Linked DNA regions of Mus musculus: all the other regions are linked to region 3. A link is a contact called in public HiChIP or PLAC-seq and promoter capture Hi-C data. All regions are on one chromosome and are shown on one strand. The core of a region is the stretch at or near the end of the contact, and the rest is flanking DNA. Distances in the headings are between cores, read along the strand shown. Region 1 holds the start of Rsl24d1 (ribosomal L24 domain containing 1). Region 2 overlaps Rab27a (RAB27A, member RAS oncogene family). Region 3 holds the start of Prtg (protogenin).

Evidence for each region. HiChIP or PLAC-seq counts read pairs in DNA pulled down with a chosen protein or histone mark. Capture Hi-C pulls out chosen DNA fragments and counts their contacts.
Region 1: a contact with region 3 is called in a promoter capture Hi-C map of liver. The contact joins the promoter of Rsl24d1 here to the promoter of Prtg in region 3. A contact is called at or near these places in 6 of 39 promoter capture datasets (cranial neural crest, embryonic stem cells, erythroid cells and 2 more), 1 of 484 Hi-C or Micro-C datasets (myeloid progenitors) and 1 of 9 other capture datasets (liver).
Region 2: an H3K27ac HiChIP or PLAC-seq map of embryonic stem cells shows a contact between it and region 3, with 6 read pairs. The contact joins the enhancer-like site here to the promoter of Prtg in region 3. A contact is called at or near these places in 3 of 39 promoter capture datasets (cranial neural crest, embryonic stem cells and maxillary cranial neural crest) and 1 of 115 datasets of contacts at active chromatin or transcription factors (embryonic stem cells).

The regions. Positions count from the first base shown.
Region 1 is chr9:73,110,277-73,114,848 of GRCm38.p6, reverse strand. Rsl24d1 (ribosomal L24 domain containing 1) reads right to left here and starts at 1,380. Exons shown (of 6, transcript NM_198609.2): 1 at 1,266-1,380. The coding sequence starts at 1,346.
Region 2 is chr9:73,068,212-73,072,640 of GRCm38.p6, reverse strand. The region is part of intron 1 of Rab27a (RAB27A, member RAS oncogene family); the gene reads right to left. Among named protein-coding and RNA genes, the nearest start is that of Rab27a, 26 kb to the right of the region's middle. Within about 2 kb of position 1,255, at least 77 of the 459 cell types and tissues checked have an H3K27ac peak or open chromatin away from gene starts, as enhancers often do. A contact at or near this core is called in embryonic stem cells, where this site is marked.
Region 3 is chr9:72,805,666-72,810,341 of GRCm38.p6, reverse strand. Prtg (protogenin) reads right to left here and starts at 3,068. Exons shown (of 20, transcript NM_175485.4): 1 at 2,810-3,068; 2 at 585-887. The coding sequence starts at 2,885.

The sequences.
Region 1 (4,572 bases), core at 131-2,630, 310 kb before region 3:
GTCAACAATAAAAATGTTTCTACATGCCCCCCCCGGCCCCCCCCAGCCAACCAAAAAGAAAAAGCAAACAAACAAAAAACTACTGTAAAGCAAAAAAAAAAAAGACACTCACATAAGAACTAAGGACAACACCTAGAATCACATGCGACATCAGAACAGAAGGACACTCAAGTGTTTGATGGGTGTCCGACATCATCTCTACCAGGCTAAGCACCCGGAAACCATCACTAATCACTTTAGAGAATAATACCTTACACTGGCCTTAAGTGAAGGAATAGTCTAAGAAAAAGCTCCTTAAAGACCTTCTCAGCCGGGCGTGGTGGCGCACGCCTTTAATCCCCAGCACTTGGGAGGCAGAGGCAGGCGGATTTCTGAGTTCGAGGCCAGCCTGGTCTACAAAGTGAGTCCCAGGACAGCCAGGGCTATGCAGAGAAACCCTGTCTCGGAAAAAAAAAACAAAAAAAAACAAAAAAACAAAACAAACAAACAAACAAAAAACAACAACAACAACAAAACGCTATCTGGAGCCTGGCAGTGGTGGCGCACGCCTTTAATCCCAGCTCTTGGGAGAGACAAGAGGCAGGCGGATTTCTGAGCCTGGTCTACAGAGTGAGTTCCAGGACAGCCAGAGCTATACAGAAAAACCAAACCCTGTCTCGAAAAACCAAAAATAATTAATAATGCAATTTCTGTGTGTCACTGGAAGCAACATAAAAAGTAAGCCTTTGAGGTTACTGGGCGCTAGCAAAGAAAGCTGAGTATGGTAACTAAAATGTGTGACCCGCTCAGAAACAGAAACCTAAACTAAGAAAGCCTGTGCATGCGGCACAAATCATAATGCTTTTGCTTACATACTTCATTCCGTGAGAACCTTCAAGAAGTGGGATAGTGAAGGCTGCCGAAGTAGCCAGTTAATCCCCCCCAAAGAACCCCCATGCTGTCTTTCTCCTAGCTCATCTCCAGCAACAATGCAAAAGTCTATAAGGCTCAGGCACCATGTCCATTAACCGCTACAGACAACCCCACCTCCCACTGTACGAGAGCATGAGCCTCCTTAAGCATTAATTCGACCGACTTCCTGACCCTGCGGCAAGCCGGGTGGCCTGCGGATGAGATGAGCGTCTGACAGCAACGAGGAGACCTCGCCGGCAGTGAACCGACGCCGGGTCCAGCCCAGGCCACTCCACGGCGTTCAGAACCCGGCGCGAGCAGAGCGCGCTCCAGTCCCCGAGCCGTCCGGAGCGTGCGGGCCACGGCCGCCTCACCTTGCAATCGTTGCGGACGAACATCATGCCGTGCCCCGGGTAGATCGGCCCGGAGCAGAAATAACACTTTTCGATCCTCATGTTGACCCCGCGTGGGACCCACCTTCGGGACGCGGAGCTGGAGAGGAAGTGGTACGTCACTTCCTAGTCGCCGGAAGCGAGTCCCTGACCCGACCCGGAAATGGTATCTTAGAATATGAATGAGCTGAAGGTAAAGGCACCACCTGACCCGCGTGTGCGCAGCAGCAGCAGCAGCAGCAGCAGCAGCAGCAGCAGCAGCAGCAGCAGCAGCGTCCCGCGCAGACGCAGAGGCTATAGACTGCATCTGGGAGTTTGACTTTTTGGTTCTGTGAGATCTACCGTACGGGCGCTTTGGAATTTTTCCCGGTATACTCATTCCATAGCGCTATTGCGGTGCTTGTGCTTTGCCACGGGCACGCTCCCCCACACCGGATTGTACCAAAGTCTGCTTTACTCCAGGCTTGTCTTCCCCAAAGGACTTGGCAGGAGTACACAACTAAAACCTTCCACCCGGGGCTGGTGAGATGGCTCAGTGGGTAAGAGCACCCAACTGCTCTTCTGAAGGTCTGAAGTTCAAATCCCAGCAACACATGGTGGCTCACAACCATCCCTAAAGAGATCTGACTCCCTCTTCTGGAGTGAATGAAGACAACTACAGTGTACTTACATATAATAAAACAAAATAAAATTAAAAAAAAAAAAAAAAACTTCCACCCTGGTCTTAGGAGAGCAACCTACTCAAAGTCAGGACAGCTTGGACGAGTTGGTTCTTTCCTCTCACCATGTGGGTCCAAGGGATGCTTAACTGATTTTGTATTTTGGCAGAGGGTCTCGTTTTGTGTAATCTGGAACTGGCTATGTAAACCAAGCTGGACTCGATCTAATAAGAGATCTCCCTACCTCTGCCTCCTTAGTACTGGGATTAAAGGGGTGTGCTACCAGGTGCTGGAGAGATGGCTCTAGGGTTAAGAGCACTGGTTGTTCTTCCAGAGGACCCAGATTTGATTCCCAGAACTCACATGACAGTTCACAACCATCTGTAACTCCAGTTCCAAGGGATCTGATGCCCTCTTCTGGCCTCCACAGGCACCGGGCATACATACACACAGTACACTGACATATATGTAACCAAACTTCCTACACATATAAAATAAATTTTAAAGGAGAGGGGCTGAAGTGATGAGCACTGCTCTTCCAGAGGACCTGGGTCCAGAGGACTTATAGGCAAAATACCAATGCACGTGAAAATAAAAATAAAATATTTTAAAGGGGAGGGGTGGGAGCTGGAGAGATGGCTCAGCGGTTAAGAGCACTGATTGCTCTTCCAAAGATCTGAGTTCAAGTCCCAGCAACCACATGGTGGCTCACAACCATCCCTAATGAGATCTGACACTCTCTTCTGGTGTGTCTGAAGACAGCTACAGTGTACTTACATATAATAATAATAAATAAATCTTTTTTTAAAAAAGGAGTGTACTACCATGCCTTGCTATTTTTTAAATCGTATTATTTTATGTGTTTTACTTGTTTAGTATGTGCACATTGTGTGTGCTGTGCCAGCCAATGTCAGAAGAGGGCATAGGATCCCGGGAACTGGAGATAGAGATAGGTGCGAGTCTCCATGTGGACCCTGGGACTGAACCCAAGTCCTCTGGAAGAGCAGCCAGTGCTCTTAGCCTCTGAGTCATCTCTCCAGTGCCTCGTTCTGTTTTTGAGGTCTCCGTCTCAATATACAGCACAGGGTTCCCTAGAAATCATGATCTGTGCTGATACTGTAGAGGTGTGCCACCATACTGGCTTGATATTTACCTGCTGATCGTATATTGAAATATTTAAAATATGGTCTGAGAGGCCAAACCTACTCCATCTTGGGACCAGCCTCCATCTTAAAGCAAGCCTGAGACTTGGCCTGCAGCTGAACCCAAGCTGCACCCAAGTACCAGGAAGGACCCCAGGGCTTGTCCTGGGCCAGAGTTACTCCCTAGCTACTTCCTAGCAACAGTTAATCAAAGATTAGTCTGATTGTTTCAAATGTACTTTCAGACCATTTGTCATTGTATACAGTCTTGCTTCAGAGTACCCACCTGTTGTCATACAATAGTTACTCAATTAGATACGTGCCAGGCTAAAGTCCCCTTGCTTGCTCACAATTTCTTATAAAGCCTTGACCCCCTAAGACCTCGGGGCTACAGATGGCAGTGTGGCCCCAGCTCAAGCTTATAATAAAGACCCTAATGTGTTGCATCAGAATCGTCTCCTTGGTGGGTTTTTGGGATTCATGAACTTCCTGGCACAACATTTTAAGTAAAACATACTACCCCTGGATGGTGCACATAGTCCTAGTACTCAGGAGGCAGAGGCGGGCAGATCTCCAAGAAGCCCAGAACAGCCAGGGCTACATAGAGAAACCCTGTTTTGAAAAGCATTAAATTCAGCCGGGCGTAGTGGCGCACGCCTTTAATCCCAGCACTTGGGAGGCAGAGACAGGCGGATTTCTGAGTTCAAGGCCAGCCTGGTCTACAAAGTGAGTTCCAGGACAGCCAGGGCTATACAGAGAAACCCTGTCTCGAAAAACCAAAAAAAAAACAAAAAAACAAAAAAAAACATTAAATTTCTGGCTAAGACTGGTAGTGCGTGTCTTTAACACCAGCACTTGGGATGCAAAGGTAGACTGTGGGGGGAACCTCTGTGGGTTCTCCACCAGCCTGGTTTAATGTGGCAAGTTTCAGGTCAGCCAGAATTATTTATTGAGGCCCTGTCAAAGGAAGAGGGGGGGGAGGACTTTGTGGCTACCAGAAAAATGAAATGGCATATACCCTGTATCTTGTATCTTATACTGCTAGACAAAAAGCTCTGCAGGCTTGCCTGCCCTCCTGTCTGCCTGGTCTGTGTATCATCTTGATCAAACGTTACCACTTTTCCTGTGTGCTGGGACCAAGCCCAAGGTCCTGAGCATTCTAGGCAAGTACTCTACCACTAACTACACCCTCAAACCCCAAAACTATAGTCTTCTGTTCCTGAGTTGACCTCTCTGAACAGAAGACCCAAAATACCAGTGCCTTGGGCCTCAGATCCCAAACATGCAACTAAGGAGTGAGATAAGTTGTTCTTCTAGCTTTCTGACCAGGAGGTAAGTGTGCCACCAGCAGCAGCTTTGAGCTTTCAAAAGCCCACACACTTTTCTTAGTTCCTTCTGACCTGTGCTTTATGAGTCGGGTTTAAGCTCTCAGCTGCTGCTCCAGTGCCAGCCTGCCCACTGCCATGCTCCCTGCCAAGGCAGACATGG
Region 2 (4,429 bases), core at 6-2,505, 260 kb before region 3:
GGATAAGGGCAGAGCCTTACCAACCTTCACAGTTCTGTTTGTAGGATATAAAGGGTGACACTTTACTGAGGGGTGGCTGTGTTCATAGTTTCTCCTTGCAGACACTGAACTCGGAATTACTGAGCTCTCCAAACGAGGAGCACATGAAGCTAGAGCCTGGCTTCGTGTTGTACAGAAACGGAGCTAAGACTTGAAAGCAGACCCAGACAGGCTCCAGTCAGCTGGAAGGTGGGGGCTTCAAATGGAAGCAAAGGGGCTCTGGTTCTGCAATAGAAGCAACAAAGACCCTGTACCTGCTTTATTTGTGCTTTATGTTAATTTGGGAAACGCTGGTCAGTCGGGTACCTATGCTTTAGTTTATTTATTTATTTATTTATTTATTTATTTATTATATATAAGTACACTGTAGCTGTCTTCAGACACACCAGAAGAGGGCATCAGATCCTATTACAGATGGTTGTGAGCCACCACGTGGTTGCTGGGAATTGAACTCAGGACCTTTGGAAGAGCAGTCAGTACTCTTAACGCTGAGCCATCTCTCCAACCCTTTAGTTTATTTTTTATTTTACAATCTTTTTTTTTCAGAGACAGGCTTTCTCTGTGCACCCCTGGCTGTCACAGAACTCACTCTATAGAGTGGGCTGATCTCAAACTCACAGACCCACCTGCCTCCTGAGTGCTGGGATTAAAAATCTGTGTCACCACTGTCTGCCCATATTATTTTTATTAATGATGTTGCCTTGTTTTGTTTTGTTTTTTTCAAGACAGGGTTTCTCTGTGTAGCCCTTACTATCCTGGAACTTGCTGTGTAGACCAGGTTAGTTTCAAATTAATGTGTGTGCCACCACACTGCCTGTGTTTTGTTTGTTTGGTTTGGTTTAAAATAAACAAACAAACAAACAAACAAACAAACCCTGGGGGCTAGATGGCTTGGTAGTTAAGAACACCTGTGGCTCTTACAGAGGACCCGGGTTTGGTTCCCAGCACCCACATCAACTCCTCATGATCACCTGTAAACCCAGCTCTAGGATCTGACGCCCTCTACTGGCTTCCTCAGACACTGCATGCAGGTACAAACCCATACACACAAAAATAAAGAATTGTAAGATCTTCGAAGAAAAAAGAACCGTGATAATACACCCCCTCACACAACGGCCCTGAAGATGGAAAGACATGCTGTGTGTGGAATACCCAGCATTCAGTGTCATCTAACAGCCTGTGACTCACAGAACTGCTAGGAAATGCCCAGAAACTCATCTACATTAAGAAGATTACTAAATTCGTCAAGCTAAGATGTGCTGAGGGCACTGGAACCGTGCATCACACATCTGAGTCCCTCTCTCCTGGAGGAAGTACTGTTTCAAAGCCTCCATCAGGGTCAAAAGCTCCAGGCACCTTCTGAGTGGACACACTCGCACTCAGTTGGCTTCTGCCTCTCCCTCCTTACACAAATATTTTCTCAAAGTGCTCCCCACCCTCATTCTCATCAGACTAACAATAGAAAGCACAGAACACCCATTTCCTCAACAAGAACCGCATGTTAGATAAGTGCCAGATAGGCAGAGAGCTTCCTTATTTAAAAGAGAAAAAAAAAAAGTGCAAGAGGAGGGCGGGGCCTGATGGTGAAAGCCAGGAATCCCAGCTACTCCAGAGGCTAAGGCGGGAGGATAGAAAAGGCAGCCTGGGCAACTTGTTGATAGGGTCTACTCAAACAGTAAAAGGACCTGAAGATGCAAGGGGGGCGGGGGGGGGGGGGCGAGCACTTGTCTAGCAGTTCAAGGCCTTAGGCTTAATTCCTAGTACCAAAACTAACAAAAAGACAAACAAAAACTGAAGACATAGGTAAATTGCTTTCCAGGGAGTAAATGAGGGAAGTGGTTTCAGTTCGGACAAAAGGAGATGAGCTTTAGCGGATCATGCCCTTAACCCTGAGACTCAAAAGGCTGACGCAGGAAAGGTTACTGGGCCGCACAGCAAGACTGTCTCAAAAAATAAGGAGAGAGGGACACATTGCCGGACACTGTCATATGCCACAAACAGCACTAGACATAGGGACTTTTACTTATTTATCATCCTTAGGTCTATAGATTTCCAACAGAGAGAGAGAGAGAGAGAGAGAGAGAGAGAGAGAGAGAGAGAGAGAGAGAGAGAGAGAGCCTTCCCAAAGAGGGTTTGCATAGGTCCCAATTCTGACTCTTCCTCTTCTGCCTTACACGGTTCAGTCCCAGTGCTTAAAAGTGACCTCATCCCTTCAATTATAAAACGGAGGCAACAGCCACCAACCTCCCGATAAACACCCTGGCGATAAGCAACTAAGGGGAATCTTGAGTTTTTTGGTTTTTTGTTTTGTTTCCTTTTTTACTTTTTTTTTAAAAAAGATTTATTTATTGTTATATGTAACACACTGTAGCTGTCTTCAGACACACCAGAAGAGGGCATCAGATCTCATTATGGATGGTTATGAGCCACCATGTGGTTGCTGGGATTTGAACTCAGGACCTTAGGAAGAGCAGTCAGTGCTCTTAACCGCTGAGCCATCTCTCCAGCCCCTGTTTTTTACTTTTTAAAAAAGCTTTTGGGATTATAATCCTATAGTTTCTCCTTTCCCTGTCCTCCTTGCTCTCCTCCAAGTGTTACTACATGTCTATATGTGTATGTACATACACGTTAGGTCGGAACTTCAGAAGGCAGTCCATCATTTCAGGAAGTGACAACGGCAGGAACTGGAAGCAGCCGGCCACGCCATATCCATGGTCAAGAACAAAGAGGATGAACTCATGCATGCATGCTTGGTGGTCAACTTTTCCCCTGCCCTTGGACAGCTCAGGGTTCAAACCCAGGGGACCGCTTCACCACATCAGTTAAGACTTGCTCATACATAATCCTTGATCTACATAATCCCTCACTGAGACTCTCTTCCCAGGTGATTCTAGGCTGTATCAACTTGACAAGTAAAGCCAGCCGTCATAAGGACCCTACTAAGTGCAGGGATGAGATTTATGCACTGAGGTAACTCACAGAAAGATTCCAGCCAGTGATTGATCCAAATGGTCAGTCGCCTCGACTTATTAGCAGTGCAGAGGGTTTTTTTTTTTTTTCTATTTATTTGGGGGTGGGGTGGGGAGCAGAGCACGTGTGGAGGCCATAGAAAAACTATGCAAACATTGGTTCTCTCCTTCCACGGTGTGGGTTCCAGAAATCAACTCAAGTCACCACATTTGGCAGCAAGTATCTTTACCCAGGAAGCCGGCTTGCCTGTCGTAGCAATAAGGTGCGTTTTTTGTTGTTGCTGTTTAGGGAGAATCTCACTGTGTAGCCCTGGCTGGCATGGATACACCACTACTTACACAACTCTGGTCTCAAACTCAGAGGCCTGCCTGCTCTGAATTCTGAGCGCTAGACTTAAAGGTGAGTGGCAGCATGCCCAGCCTACAGGACACTATTCATTTTAAACACCCCTCCCCTTTCTCTTCCTTAGTGGTGTTGGGAATCAAATTAGGGCCTTGTTTGGGTTAGGCAAGTCTTCTACCACGGAGTTACAGCCTCAGTCCTAAAACCTATTCTTACCCTTAATACAGGTTCAGAAAGACACATAGCGTCAGTGTGAGGAAAAACCAGCTTGAAGAAAACTTAAACGCTGTCAGTTCCAAAGTCCACCGAGGATTTGTGAAAGGTTGCCATCCCTTAGCAGCTGACCAGGAAGTGGTAACATGGGCTGCAGCAAGATAGGGAAGGAGAGGCCATTAGACCTTTCCTGAGTAGATCCGGAAGACTGGCGTCTGTGACTCAAAGGAGACACTAGCTTTTTATCCCAGGGTGAACCATCCTTTCGCTTACTCAAGGGGCAGCATCTATATCATTTATTGCTAAAGCCTCTTTGAGGATATTTGCATATTGACATATTGGAATTTGGGAAATTTACCAAGATCTGGGAGTGTAGTACTTACATCTGTGACAAGTACCTCTTGTTTTATATACTGTCTCGTGGGAGGAGACTACAACGTTCCATGTGTAGAGTAGAGGTGTGGCTGATTGGCTTCCTGAGTAATACCGTAAATAACACAGAGGCAGTCACACAATGCACACAGCCATATGTCACTGTCATGAAACACCAGCCCACAGCTGAGTGTGCCTCCCAGTGAACCCTGAAGCTGGGCTGTCTCCAAGAATGTGATAAAAAATAAACGAAGAAGTGCAAAGTCTACTCCCACTGGGTGGCTGCTTTCTGTGGGGACAAGAGAGACAGTGCAGAACAGGGCCCAGAGCCAGGATCCTCTACAGGGCGACAGACAACACACCCTCCTGGGTAAAATGAGCAGCAGAGTCTGGGTGTGGTGGATCAAGTTAGAGCTCTGCTCATCACTCCAGGCAGGTCAGGGCTTGAATCCCACACTACGGCTGTAAGCCTGGTGCTTTCCACGCAGGCTAA
Region 3 (4,676 bases), core at 1,819-4,318:
AGCATTTCTGATCTAATTCCATTAGGCCTAGGACAGAAACAGCCGTAGTCTCTTTCCCTCTCAGCTGGAAAAAACTATAACTAATTCAAAGGCTCAAGAGTCACTAACCAATGCCCTCTCTTGCAATCACAAAGCAACATGGGTGATCTCAGGGCAGTCTGAGATGGAAGGATGGGCTGTAAGAAAGATTTAGCACACAAGAGCCAGCCACACAGCAGAAAGATTTATTTGTGGTTGTTTCCACTCGGTGATCTCTAAAAGATTAAAATTTTTACAACGGCTCTGTTTGCACTGGCCAAACTTCTTCATGTAATTCTTACAGTGAGCAATGTCTGCCATGTGGCTAGGCCCGCCTACTCAGGTTTTCTTTCACGCTGTGTCCAAAGTCGGATTTGAGTTTGCTTCCCAACCTGTGGAGTTTACATACATAGATTTCTCTGCATGCATCCCTTAGCGCCAGCTAGCATCCTCTCTGGTAAAATTCTTAATGTATGCATGATTTTAGTGCTATTTGTAAGTCAATTTCGGAAAATATATTCTAACAATGAAAACCGTTAACCACCAAGAAGAATTTCAGCACTTACTTGACAATGTCAGATGAGCTTTCTGACTAAGAATGGCCCCGTATTTGTTCACTGCCAAACACTGATAAAATCCTTCATCCGATTGCTCTCCCCTCCTGCCTTCCACCTCACTGATGTATAGAGAGCCGTTAGATAGAACCTGGATCCGTTTATTTTCGGACAATTTTGCTCCATTTTTCAACCATGTGACCTTAATGGGGCCTTCTCCGTGTGCCTGGCAATCTAAAACGACTGGGTCTTTCCTTGTGACTGTTGCATCCTGTGGTTCTTTCATGAAAAACAGTTCGCTAAAGCTCCACACTCCTGCAAAGGGGAAAAAAAAAAGGAGAAAGAGGTATATCCAGAACTACAGGTATAGAAGCATTTAGCACACAACTGTAAAACACATCTTCCTGGTAGAAGGCAGTTTCTCCAGCCATAATGGTCAACTTCCAAGGACCCTAATAACCACTGACCCTTCCAACAACTCAAAACATGGGAAGATTCTAATACCCTCTATGCAGCCTAAAAATTTGGTTCTCAGGTTTCTCGCCAGAGACCCAAAATCATCAGAACCTACTAGCACAGGCTGTTTGCTACTTTACAAGCTTGTCAAAAAGATCTTGAACAGGGTTAAGTCATAAAAGTCTAATTTTACAAGAAATCATTAGCAAAACTCCAACTCTGTGAACAAGCAAGTTTATTTCCTTGTCCCCTGAAGTGTTTTTGGGAAACCCGGCACCTACTCCTTTGGGAAGTACGTTTATCTTTTGTGACAAATTACAAGTTTGCATTTTTTTTTTCCTATCTGCCCTTTTACAGCAGGGATGCTGTCTCCACTCCTTAAAAGAAATCCATTTACTTCATTTCTGCCAAGCCAGCTAGGTATTTAAAGGGCACACAATAGACTTTGAAAAGTTGGTAACTTGCCGCTTGTACTCAGTGGGTGATCGGGTTAGGAAACCTTTATTTCACTTTTTTAGTGCTACCAACTGTTGGAAAAAAAATGCGTGACTAATTGGTCCTTACTGTCTAAGAAGGATAGGAGATTGCTTAATCAACCAATACACATTTTTATCAGAGCAGAGGAAATGCTTTATCCAAGCATACACAAGCCCCAGGTCCCCCAGAATAAAGCACTCCTGCCATCAGAGCAAAAGCTTGTTGATTTGAGCCAACAAAAAAAGTGGGGGTCTTGGTGGGAGTTGTTTTTTTTTTTTTTTTTTTTTTTTTTAAACATTTCTTCTGGTCAGTTCGAGGCCCTGGTTACAAATACTCAGTAATGATTTATCTGTTTCTGATCAAGATAGATCCTGAAAACCTCAGAGTCTGGGGCTCCAGACTTCCCCTAAGGTCTGCCTTGGGCAGCTACCCCAACAGCCCTGCAGCGTGCACCACTCCGGAAGACGCCCATTGTGTTTCTGAGCCGCATCCCACTTTGATCCTTTCTCTTGCTAACTGAAACTAACTCCTCCAGGGGGGGAAAAAAAAGATACGAAAGAAAAAAAAAAGAAAGAAAAGAAGAGAAGGAGGAGGGGAAAGAAGGGGAGAAGGAGAAGGAGGAAGAGACCAGTGAGGGTAACTTATAAATGAATAACTCAAGCCCCTCTCGTCAAAGACCCTCCTTTCCCTAATATTCACTTTACATTTTCCTGTCCTTGAAGAAACCAAGACTGCAGAAAGGGAAATAAATAAATTTATGCAAGTTTGTGCAAGGTTAATCTAGAGATTTCAGGGACCTCTAGCTGGGAACCCAAAGACCTACATACAGAAAGTAAGTTCTATTCAGACACCTTTCTCCTTGCCTCTCTTGGGGCATAAATGGGCCATACAACTTTCTCTTTGCAATTTCATCCTCCCATCTTCTTGCTCAGTTTGGAGCTTCGAAAACGTGGGGCGCCCCGCTTGGCCACCGAGACCTGGAGGAACCCCACTGCAAACCCTGGAAACGGCGCGCAACCGCGGCGCCCCCCTGCGTGGAGAGGCTGCCACTCAGGAAACAATATAAATAAAACCACGTGCGGCCGCGGCCGGGGAGGCAGCGCGGAGCCCCCAGCTGGCCGCAGCTCGGACAATGGCATGAACTGGGCTAGTGGTCAGCGGATCCAGGGAGACTCGGCCTCGGCCTCGGAGCGCTCCGAGAGCGCATCCGGAGAGAACCCTGGCCAGCCCCACCACCCGGGGCATCCCTGCCCGTCCCCCTCCCCGCGCACGGTCGCGCACACTCGCATGGGAAGCGCGCCCACCTGGAACCGAGCCGAGCGGCGGCAGTAGCAGCAACAGCAGCAGGGGCAGCATCCCCGGGCGCACGGGAGGCGCCATTCAGCGGGGCTGCGCGGGCATGCTCCCGGGCTGTTCGCCCGCGCCCGCTGCTCCCGCTGCTCTCCTGGACCCGCAGCTCCTGCTGCAACCCGCTGCTCCGGCGTGGGAAGGCGACGCGCCGCTTGCAGGCGCACGGAGCCCCGCGAGTGCGCCAGGCCGCGGGGACCACGCGCGCCGCGTCCAGCCGGGGGCGGAGGGAGGCTGTAGAGGGCGGCGCAGTGGACAGCCTGGCCGGCCGGGGACTACTTTCTACATCTGGCCCCTGGGCCCCGCACGGCGAGGTCGGCGCTGCTGGCGGAGGGACACGCTGAGATCGCCTGGGCGACCCCGGGGACAGGGGGAGGGCCCCGCTGGACAATGCACCTGGGGGTCAAGCCCCCGCCCCTCGGCCTGCGCGCCACGGCCGGCCACCGGGCCACAAAGGCCAATCCTCCTGGCCGCGGCCAGCCCCCCGGGGCCCTTCTCCCTCCTGCGGGCCAGTTGAAGATTCTGCACGGAGGAGGGGGTTGGGGTGGAGGGATGGTGTTGAGAGATGTGGAAAGGCCGGAGACTTCTCCCCTGATGGCCCCTGCCCATCCCCCTGCCTTGCTCACCAGCCCAGGCCCTGTTCAGGGAAACCCAGTTCCCACTTCTGAGGCTTGTCAGCGCCCCCGGAGGCATCCTATGGCGACAACCCCCACCCCCCAACTACCACCCACATTTGGAGACTGTTCTTATCTTCTCTGGTCTCATCAGATCCAGCCCTGGCTTCAAAATCATCTTAGAGAGCCCTAAAATTAGCAGTTACTTTGGGGGGCGGGGGACGTTTTAACACTGCTTCAAGCTAATTAAGTTTTTAATGTGAGAACTAAACTCAGAAAGTAGAGAGAGTAGAAGTGAGACCAGGGGCTATCCAGGGCTTGCTGTGCGAGGCCAGACTTTGGGGGTTACCTGCTTAAAAGTTAGGCTGATGAAAGAAGACACCAACGATGGGAATTTGTTCACAGCTCTTGAAATTAATTAAGGATAACCCAGAGGAGTCGATACGTACATTTAAAGAGGGCGGGCTAACGGGGGGAGGGGGGGGTACCGTATGGAGCCTACAGAGCTTTTACACGTGGATTAGCGTTTGCTAATCCCGATCTAAATCTTTGGCACATGACGAGGGCACAGGCTAAAAGCTAACTTTAATTAAAGCCGCTGACGGAAATCTAGCTTTTGTCACTAACTGCCTTTAGCAAGTTCCAGGAATCCTCCTGATTGCATGCGGGGAGGAGGGTGGGAGTGAGAGAGGGGAGAGTGGTTTTGGAAAGCCTTTAGGACTCCCGCACTTACTCTAAAATGTACTTAAAGAAAAGTCAGTCTACTTTACAATTTCATTTTAACCCCGTGTAAAATAACAGTTGCGTCCGAATTTGTCTTATAATTTAGATGAGTTTGGACAATTTCTAAACCTCAGAATATAAATTCGAATAGAAAGAAAAATGACATATGGAACTATTGCCTTTTAAATTACATTTTTGTTTGGGTTGTTTTGAAACGGGGTCTCATTTGCAGTCCAGACAAACATGGGCCTCACTCCTATGCTGTCCAGACTGGCTGGCATAGGTTTGAGCCAGCATTCCCAGACTGGCTAGATTTTTCTCTATTATGATTATTTTCTTCTCCCTCTGGGCTTCTTAGTCCCAACAGACCCCAAGTGTTTCTGTTTCCTGGATAAGATGTGTTAATAAGATGTTCTTATTCAGTTACAGCCAGGGGTCTTTAATGACTTGGGACTTGGTGCTGCTTTGAGGAACAGTATTTGCATTG